Linked DNA regions of Mus musculus: region 2 is linked to region 1. A link is a contact called in public promoter capture Hi-C data. All regions are on one chromosome and are shown on one strand. The core of a region is the stretch at or near the end of the contact, and the rest is flanking DNA. Distances in the headings are between cores, read along the strand shown.

Region 1 (5,026 bases), core at 1,046-3,545:
ACAAGGCTGAGGGTTCTCTCTGCAAAGTATTTCTATGCTGAAGATGAAGCAGATACCCCCTAGCTTTGTGTGATGGGCCAATGGGAAGGCTATTATACTGTCTTGTTAGCCATCTTCTCTTGCTGACAGCTCTTTCCCAAAAGGCCAAGCTTTCAGAACTGAGGAAAGAAAAACCAGGTAAAGATCCTCGGCGGAAGGTGCTGGAGATCCTCCCAGGAGCTGTCTTTTTAAAGCAGCACAGCAATCAACAGCAACAGCGGAACAAAGCAATTCAGGTGAGTGTACACTCTCTTGCCTATACCGAGAAGTGTCTGGTCATGCTGACACTGGGACCGGTGGTACCCTTGTGGAATAGATCACAGAGGTCTTTTTGGGCGATGTCACAGGTTCCCAAATGACTCCCCTATACATCCTCAGGAGTAGATGCTGGACACTGCTTGCTCTGTAACACAGGATTTGCAGTTTCTGTCATAAAGCCCTTCTTCATCAGCATGTCCCAGACTAAGAGAAGTACTAGGGGCTTTGTGATACCAGAGAGTGGTCCACAGCTGCTCACCAGGAACTACAGTACCAAATTGCTTCCAGCTTTGATGTCTAGGCCAAGGCTTTTACTCAGTCTCAGCTGTAGTTCCACCAAACTTTTCCACGCTGGCAGACAGCAGCAAACCCGTCACCTATAATTTGTCCACCTCTCACACTAACAAGCATGTGTATCTTAGTGCAGCTCAATGTTGAAAGCAAGCTTAGTCGCTAAACTGACAGGACACGAAGCTAAGGAGACCCGTTCAGAATCGAGGCACTCTCTCCAGAGTATTTCCTTTCAACTTACTGCACAGAAAATGCATCTCCATTTACTCATCTCACCAATCAGCAACCCAACTTCCTGCGAGGCCTAGCATGGAGAAAGAAACACCTTACTGTAAAGATGTACAAGATTTTTCCAGAATGCCATTTCTTCCAAGCTGCCTGGCACCTAACTGTTCTACCATATAGGGGGAATCTTCTCAATGCCAATGTGGAGAGAACGTGTGTCGTCCTTAGTGGCTATTTAGTATATTTATTTTGAGAAATGTAATGGTGTCTCTTTAGACAACAGAGTCACAGGACTATCCAGCAAGCTTCACTAAAACACTAAGACTGCTGAATACAAAGGCTCCGAACTCTCACGCAGTACACGTATTACTTCTGTTTGGTGAATTAAATAAAACAATTCCTAAGCAACTCAAAAGTAACCTAAAAATTGCAACATGAAACAACAGGCACCTGAGATGAGATAATCTCACTAGTGTCTTTAGTAGGCAGATATTAACTCCAGGTTCCTAGCTCTTCTGTTTGAAGCCTACAGCTGATACACATTTCTGTCAATATATTTGCTTTTGAGGTTTCTACCATCTTTTGGAGTCTAAAAGAACCTGGGAACACTACAACCCACACGTGCCATTACACTAGCTGTTTAGCGGAAGGAATTCTTGGTTAGGACACGGAAGGCAGGCCTGATAACATAACACCTGTAAGCCCCACAGGAGGCTGAGGCAGGAGAATTCCTGCAGGGAGAGGGGGAGGCCAGGCTACATAGCAAAACCCTGTCATAACCCTCCCTTGTCCCCAAAAGAGATCAAATAGGGTTCCTAGATCAACTCTTTTATTCTGTCAGCCTTTTGACAAAGCAACACACAACCCTTAAAAACTTAGCACCGTCTTCTCTCTCACAACACGCGCAGGGAGGAACGCGGCTTTTACATCATCAGAGCAAGCGCTGAGCAGAAGCACTACAAGCACTACAGCCCTTGCAGCACTTCTGTCACAAGTTTCCTGAACCTCCAGAGTGGTCAAACTCCCTTCCTCCCAAATACACTTCAATCTCCAAAGAAGCAAAAAGCTGAGGAGTTAAAAATACTGTAAACCAGAAAGAACTAGAAGTGGAAGAGTGCAACCCTACTTTACACCTCCAGCCAGCAGAGCAGGTGCAACATGTTGGATTCAGCAGACGCGGCAAAGGACAGTACATAGAGAAAGGCCTCGGGTTTCTTGACCAGCTCAGGAATCCTACATTTCACATACACTTTCACTCTTTCCCAGAGAAATTATCCAAACAGAAATAAAGCAAAAGGAACCCCTTGCATAAAGTAACTGCCTCAGAAACTTAGTTTTAAAATACAACTTACTCCCCCACTCCACCCCCCAAAAAGTACTAGTGAGATTCTGCAATTATTAAGTTTAGTAACCAGTGTTCAGGGTGACTTCCTCTAACAGTTTGCTGCTCACTGGAGACTGCTTCCGTGTGCAGCACTCGTGTGCAGCACTCGGCAGATCAGTTTCACTTTCCACTGCCTCCCTCCCATACTGATCTGAATGGCCTGCACTCTTCACAAGTAAGATATTGTACTGACCGTAGGAACTATGATCATCTTTTCATGTTAGGACCCACAGAACATTTTCCAAATAACGTGTGTGTGTGTGTGAGAGAGAGAGAGAGAGAGACAGAGAGAGAGACAGAGAGAGACAGAGAGACTATCGCTCAGTTCGAACTCATGGTAATCCTCCTGTCTCAGTTATCCTGAGTGCTGGGATTACAAGCGTGAGCTTCCACACTTGGGTTCCAAATAACTTCTTAAAAGTTTTCCCGTAGTCCTAAACATGTGGTCGTTCACAGTCCACATTTCTTAAATGGTTTTCCAAAGATAAAATCTAATAGCTTCCCATATTTTAGAAAAAAAATTGTATTATTTATACTAAATTTTAAAAAGCAAATGGATGTATTCACAGGGATAATGGAGGAGTACATGTTCCCAGCCCGTCTGTGACAGTTGGACAATGCACCATCTATAATATACCTGCTTTGTCTGTCTATGCTATGATAAACTGCTACCAGAAAAATCTCAATAAATAAACATACTAAATGAAAACAAAGGGTCTCAAAGGTTCAACCTCCAGCAACAACAAAAATTTCACTGTCTATGTCCCAAAGTGAAAGGAAAAACCCAAAGCACCTTAACAACAATGACAAAAAAAAGTTAAAACATCTAGACAAAGTAGAACCAGTCTCATGGGAGTGGAAACAATAAATGTGCATCACCACCCAAGTGGATGCTTTCAAAAGCAGAAAGCCTGCAGGAACTGCTTATCATATCATAGAGTAAGAAAGCATCGCTCACTGAAAGGCAAACCTAATTCCAGCTCAAGGATGAGTCTTCAAAACAAGCCGTTCCAACCCTTGCCCCCTAACCCTCATCAAGTCCTGCAGCAGACCTTAGAACTAGAGACTTGGGGAGGGGGGAAAGAAGTTGCTTTGTTGTTGTTGTTTTGGTAGGACAGGTTCAAAAGAAAACAACCAAGTCCATAGTATTAAGACTAATAGGACCCAGGCAGGGTGGTGACACATTTAGTCCCAGCTGATTAAATCCCATTTAATCCAGGAACCTGAGGTGGACCGATCTCCCTGAGTTCCAAGACAGCTTAGATGCCTTTCCCTCTCTCTCAAGAGAGAGAGAGAGAGAGAGAGAGAGAGAGAGAGAGAGAGAGAGAGAGAGAATAATAGCTGAAAAACAAAACAAAAAAGGAATTTGACTTTCCGTGGAAGTAAGTATGTGTAATGCTTCATTAGGAAATAAAACATTATCTTCCACGAGGCTCTCAGAACAATCCTTAAGACCTCTGAGATTACTGCACTCAATCAACCAGCACTCAATAAATAAGGTTTTCTTAGTGTTCAGGCAAGCTGTACAATCTCTAACGAAGCACACATACAACTGAAGAACCTGCTTTTAGCCTGTGAATAGTAAGGTCCTACATCAGAGCTATCATTTGGCATCCTACAAACTTGTTCCCTAGAAAAAGAGACAAAGGTAGAGAGTTCTTGTTCGTGTGAGGCAGAATCTCATGCTGTAGCCCAGGCTGGAACTCATTCTATATCCCAGGCTGGCTTAAAATTCAGGGAAGACTCCTGCCAAAGCCTCAGAAGCCCTGGGCTTACATACTGGGCCACAAGCCTGGACTCTGTGTTGTGTATGTTAAGGCAGGGTCTCAGTAAATTGCTCGAACGTTTGATCCTCCTACCTCAGCCTCCCCAGTAACTGGGTTTACCGACCAGAACCACCAAGCCTAGTTGCATCCTGCAAACTCTACAAGTTCCTAAACAGCTGTGTCATATATCGTTTAAAAATCAGGTAACTAGAAGGTAGAGAGATAGCTCAGTGGGTAAAGGCACTGAGGTCAAACCTGATGACCCTAAATTCAATCCCCAGACCCATGTGTTTGAGAGAGAGAACTGAATCCAAGTGGTTCTTATGACCTTCACATGTGAGCCATCACATACACGTGACCACACAACACTCACACACACATACATACATACATACACACATACATACATACACACACACACACACACACACACACACACACACACACGTTAAGTAAATGTAATTAAAAAAATCAATTAAATAGGCTGAGGTTGAAGCTCCATGGCAGAGGGGTTGCACAGCATGCGAGGGCCCTGGGTTCGAATCCTAGCACAGTCAAAAGTTAAATGCACATAAACACACCCAAAAAAGTAATAATCTGTGTTTCAAGTATTTTAACATTTCTCATAAACTTTGAGGTTCCAGGGATAGGGCTCAGCCCTGAAGGAAACAAAAAGATCTGGCAGCACCGGGCAGCACCGATCACTCTCAGGTAGCAAGCAGCAGGGGCAGGTGGCTACGGACTTTTTAGAAGGGGTGTACATCCTCACCTCTTCCTTCCACCCTTGACTAGCTGTTACCTGGTCCTCACGGGTAATGAGGACCTCACTCCATTCTCTTTCCCTACCATTTCCAACCATCAAATATTCCATCTCTCTCTCTCTCCTCTGGTTGTATTCTGAGTCTATTCCTTCTCTCCTCTCTCTCTCTAATCTATGCCTATTTACTCCTAAGTCTCAGACTCCAGACAAGAAAGCATGGGGTCAACCCAAAGCCAGAAACACCTACAAAAAAACCCCATTAATATAAAAAAATCTAATAAGTTACTGATAACATTATATGGA
Region 2 (5,510 bases), core at 2,932-5,431, 1.9 Mb after region 1:
GACTCCTTGTTCTGATAAAGAGTTCATATAAAACTATGTTGACCATTAAAACTTCTTCCTTGTGATGCAAATTTTTTTTATGTCAGTGAAAGGACATAACACATTTGACAGTTTCTGTATTTTCATATCTGAGCACAGAGTTGTATCTATGACTGTGCTATATAGTTATCAAACTGGAAATCAGTACTGTATACTGATATTTAATAGATTAATAAATAGTTGTGTTCTGCATTGGAATAAAGTTTTATACATACATACACACTGAGGAAATACTGACAACTAACTTAGAGATCATAAGGAAGTAAGTCATTGAGCATTTTAGAAAAGGACATCAGGAGTTTTATTAAGCGTGTACAGACAAGTTTTTATCCTAACAGTCTTCCTTGTGAGTGAAATACAGCAGCTTGCTAAATCTTAAATGTTCATGCTAACGGGATTTTTGTACTGTCTCTTTAGCTATAGCTTTAAAATTGTCTACAAATCCACAAAGAAAGTTACCTTGTAGTCGTCTCAAGCCTTTAAGGAGAATGTTCTGTGTGACAACCAACCTCAAATGTGAATGTCTTGATTTTATGTAGCTACAGAATTTCATGTTCCCAAAACTAAACACTGGAATGACACTGATGTGTCACTTAGCACAAGCAGTTGGTGTTGATGTCTTGTCAGTGCTGTTTGTGTCTGATTTCTCTTCTGGATAATCTTATTGGAACAAATGTAGAGTGTTTGTGATGTCTTTTTATGTTCAGTTTTGCATGGCTTTTGTAGTTGGCTGGCAAGTGTGTCTATTAGAAATACTTTCAAAATAATTTTCCTTAGGAATAAGCACATTCTTGGGTTGAGGGAAGGAATGCTATGCTATACGGTCTGAAGTCTGAACACTCCCAGTTTACAGCAGGAAAAGTTAACGCCTTGTCAGCACTGACGGTCAGGTCACTTAGCACGTAAGGGATTAAATCTGTCCAGGTTTTCACTGGTTTTCCCCTCAGGAATGAAAGGTAGTCTATGGTCAGTAGAGCTTTGTGATCTGCGTGCCGACCAAAAATACTGCCTGGTGAGACTTGGTGAATACCTGTAACCCTATAGGAAGATCTAAAGTTTAAGGCTGGTCTAAGTTACATCAGACTATCTCAAAATAAATAAATAAATATCTTTTTTTAATGAGAAAGAAAAGCATGGATGAAAGGATGAATATTGGATTTAAGTAAAGTTTTAAGTTAGTGTCAGTGGGGCTATGTGCTATCAAGACTCTCACACAGACCTTTACAGCAGAGCCTATACCCAGGCACTTGCCATGCCACCATGTAGTTTTTGACTGAGATTCTCCAGGTCAGCGAGATCCTATACTTTACTTGTAAGTCATGATAGGATAGTGTACATCCTGAGCTTTTGTAAATCCTAATGGTTATGAATGTACTAATGCTCAACATAGTCCTAAACAGTGAAAAGTTAGCCTCTGCTTTAAAAAAAAGCCTTGTTTTACCTGTGATTGTATGCCATTAGGGCCAATTCAATTTCCTATCCCTCTGTGGTTCTGACTGGAAACTGCTGTGCCAGGAAGCCCTAGCCACTTACAGAAAAATCGTGGTTGGCTGGGAACACAGCTCAGTCGGTAAAGTATCGCCTAGTATGCACAAAACCCTGGCTGTGGCAGAAAGCCAGCATGGGTGTTCATGGGTGTAATCCCAGCACTTGGAAAGTGGAAGCAGACAGATCTGCAGCTCAAGGTTACCATCAGCTACAGGAGACCCTGTCTCAAAAACAAAGTAGGTAACTCCAGCTAATGACATGTCCCCGGGAAATCCAAACAAGGAAGTACCTTCATTTTTTTCATACTTAAGAATAAATAGGTAGTACTTTGACTTGTCCACATTAGCTTTCTGTGAAAATCTAGTGTATGGATTATTTTCCTTCTCTCATGGCCTAAGGAGTAAATATTGATAAGGAATGATTTGAATGTAATTTTTTCGAATGTGTGGAAAATATGAAGCAGGGATTTATCCTTAATGAAGGTAGCCACTGACATTTGTTGTTGATCTCCCTTTGTACTGTCTTGTTTCTGCACTCGTCATTTTGAGATATTATACTGCACAATGTATTATAAAAATAAAAAGTAAAACTATATTTCAAATTGTAAAAGCCACTGGACACTTTCTTATGTTTATATCCAAGGTCTGTGTACATATAGACTACTCTCCTTCAAGGGATTGTCAGGATCAACACTGCTGGAAACTCTTAGGTGGAATACAAATTACAGTGTAAATGTGGGGTGTCCTTTATTGGCATAGATAGTCCTGTTTATTGGTTGGAACAAACAAGCTTTTTGTTGTTGTTGTTTGGTCTTGATACACAGTCCTGACTCTTGGAACTCACAGTTCTGCCTGCCTCTGCCTCCTGAGTGCTGGGATTAAAGACATGCACCACCACCTCTGGCCTTTACAAGTATTGAAAATAGCCAATTTAAAGTTGTTAGCACAAAACCTGAGAGGGAAGAGGTATAAAACAGGCAGCCAGGAATTGAGGATGTGGGCTGTTAGCACCTAGTGTACTTCTCCCACTGTTTATCACCCAGAGGGGTCACACCACAGTTTTGACGACTGGCTTTTCCACTCCTGATTTATCCCCTTTGGATCAGCTCACTTCCACTCCCAGAACTCAATAATATTTACCCACTATTTAATCTTGACTTTTTAATGTGAAACCATAGGCCATCTAAAGTTTTAGCTGAATGTGATGGTGTATGCCTACAATCTCAGCACTTAGGAGGCTGCAGCAGGAGGATGCTGAGCGCCAGACCACCTGGAGCACAGTAAGACGGTCTCTCAATAGGAAATCATCTGTAAGTCTGTGGACAGTTTAAGCACCAGAGCTTTACTGCAGCTACATGAGAAATTAAAATGCCTTTGGTCCAATGCTTTCAAATATATGGATATCAATCAATCAATCAATCAATCAATAAGTAAATAACCTAAATGTGGCTATCTTCAAACTAAAAGCAGTACCTAGTTAGCTCAAGGATTGTGCCTTTGAAATCAAGATCCCCTGGACTTGGATTCATTCCACCTATGCTATTTAACTTATATAAGCTGTTCAATTTCTCCATATGCACAACTGAAATGGTACAATTAACACCTCACAAAGTAACTTGCTGAACAATTCATTGTTACTGTGTGGTGTGTATATGCCACAGGTCACTGCACAGTTCACATGAGTCAGTTTTTCTTTTCATCATGTGGGTCCCAGGATGGAACTTAAGTTGTGGGATTGAGCCATCTCACTGACCATACAAATGTATCTACTTAATTTTTTGTGGTGTGTGTGTGTGTGTGTGTGTGTGTATATGTGAACTTGACATTTTCTGTGAGCTACATCTGGTTTCTTACAAATCAGATCCTCCCCCACCCAGAATCCCTATAGATAAGAACAACCCAGAAGTGCATGCTTATAATTCCTGCATGGGAATGCCAGAGACAGATCCCTGCAGCTTGTTAGCCTGCTAGTCTAGCCTGTTTGGCAAGCTCCAAGCCAATGAGATTATCTCAACAAAGATGGACAGACAGGTCTAAGGAACAGCTCTAAAGGTTGTCCTCTAGCCTCCATGTGCATATGCAAAACGTGTATTTGCACATACCAAAAAACAAAAACTTAAGTGAGTAAACTTTTATGGTCAGTGAGATGTCTGCCCCTAAATCCCAACTGCAGTTCTATCCTGGGAATACACACACACACACACACACACACACACACACACACACACACACACACACAGCTTTTTATAAAACTTAAGTTTGACTATTTGGGCTTAAATTCTAGATTCACTGTCACCACTTTGTAGCTTTAATTTAAAAGCAATTAAGCTCCCCGTGTCTCAAGTCTTTCTTTCCTCTACGGAATGGGCTAAAACACATATTTTTGGACTTGGGGTGTGTTTAGCATGAGACTTGAGTAGGCTCTGTAGCACCAGTTTTAAAAACAAAAAAAAAAACCTTCTCATGATTTTGAGAACATAAACACACAAATCAGTAAGTACCTGGCAAATAGTCCTAAATGTTTGCAGAATCATTTAGTATCTTTACTGTGGTAGCAGTTGGTCAGACTCCGTTAATGCTGGTGTCACTCTCATAACCAAGAACTGTCTTGCCCAGGCAAGCCCAGAACACACAGAACTGGTTACACTAAAGTCTGAGTACTCACAGATAATCAGGCCAAATTAAGCAATACTGAACCTCAAACACCATTTGGTCTGTCCACTGGCATATTATCTTCATAAAAAAAAAAAAACAGCAAAATGCTATTGCTCCTAAGCAAAAGCTATCTGATTAGTCCAAAATAGGAATGAATATTGTTCTTAGGTTAGGAAGGAAGTATTAAGAAGCCTACATAGTACTAGTGGTCACTTATTAGTAGCCCAATATGCAATAAACTATCTCAAATCTAGTAGCACACTAGATTGGCAGGAAGGTCAGTGATCTGAGCATAAGGACACAATCACTATTCTTAGCTAATTCTCAAAAAGAAAAAGAAACAACATGTTTTTAAAATCATTTTACTCTGTTCATAGGTCACATTTAAATGGGCAGAACTGCTTCCATTACAAACACATATCGTGCAAAGAAAAATAGGTGAAGAATTGAGCCATAGGAACACAATGGCTGTACAGCCTCGGACAACAGCGGCAAGGTTTCCAAGTGGGTAGGAAGGAAGGTTGCTCACAGCCTTTGCCTGCGACCATGAATGTTTATAGTACATATTTCCTAAAGTTTTAAACAGATCGGTCAAACAATTGTAAATAGAATAATATGACACTTTTCACAGAGGAAATTCTGTAGGTTGCTGGGCAGGTTTTGCAAATCTCGGGTTGCTGAATTATGATGCAGGAAAAAGTCTTACAAGGCATTCTGATAAATCTTACAGCCAGAGAAATTCATATGCCAAAATAAATATCCACACATACCGAACCTACACACTGAGTTAACATGGAGCTGATGCTCAGTCTGAAGGGAGCAGACGAGGGCAGCTATTCGAACAGCAGGTCTTCATCCTTCTCTTCAGCCAGCAGGTTGGCAGGCTCCATCACCTCTCCAGCTGCTCTCCGCCGCTCCAAGTCCTTCTCAAATTTTTCCTTGATAATCTTTTTCTTCTCCTGTATTTTCTTTAACCTGCAAGAAGGGGACTTTCTGAATGCTGTTTCAGTGCATAGAAACTCAATGTCTTCAGTTTCTTTAACTAGGCAATGAGCATGGAAAACTAGATTCTGACTTTCATTTTCAGTAATTTAAAACTCATTCTCAAAATATTTGAGAATAAACACTAATATCTGATTGCAGTAGCCCTATACCCTATTCTATATTAAATAAAACTTGAAATCCATTCTGCACTGGAACAGATTTTGAGCATTCCGCTTTTACATTTTTTGAGTCACTATAACCCTAAACATGAATGATAACGACAGTTCTACTTTACACTGAATTGCTCCAAGAGCTAAGAACAGCATGCTTCCCTAAGCACACCTC

Evidence for each region. Promoter capture Hi-C pulls out the DNA fragments that hold promoters and counts their contacts.
Region 2: a contact with region 1 is called in a promoter capture Hi-C map of liver, with 5 times the contacts expected there. The contact joins two enhancer-like sites. A contact is called at or near these places in 6 of 39 promoter capture datasets (the 3T3-L1 cell line, embryonic stem cells, hippocampal neurons and 2 more), 2 of 484 Hi-C or Micro-C datasets (LSK cells and myocytes) and 5 of 115 datasets of contacts at active chromatin or transcription factors (embryonic midbrain, embryonic stem cells, large pre-B cells and 2 more).

What each region holds. Positions count from the first base shown.
Region 1 is chr12:76,955,601-76,960,626 of GRCm38.p6, forward strand. All of the region lies in intron 1 of Max (Max protein), which reads right to left. Among named protein-coding and RNA genes, the nearest start is that of Max, 4.1 kb to the right of the region's middle. Within about 2 kb of position 2,296, at least 115 of the 459 cell types and tissues checked have an H3K27ac peak or open chromatin away from gene starts, as enhancers often do. A contact at or near this core is called in liver, where this site is marked.
Region 2 is chr12:78,838,455-78,843,964 of GRCm38.p6, forward strand. Atp6v1d (ATPase, H+ transporting, lysosomal V1 subunit D) reads right to left here. Exons shown (of 9, transcript NM_023721.2): 9 at 4,528-5,156. The coding sequence ends at 5,015. It overlaps Mpp5 (membrane protein, palmitoylated 5 (MAGUK p55 subfamily member 5)), which reads left to right. Exons shown (of 15, transcript NM_019579.3): 15 at 1-2,260. Among named protein-coding and RNA genes, the nearest start is that of Atp6v1d, 20 kb to the right of the region's middle. Within about 2 kb of position 4,182, at least 26 of the 459 cell types and tissues checked have an H3K27ac peak or open chromatin away from gene starts, as enhancers often do. A contact at or near this core is called in liver, where this site is marked.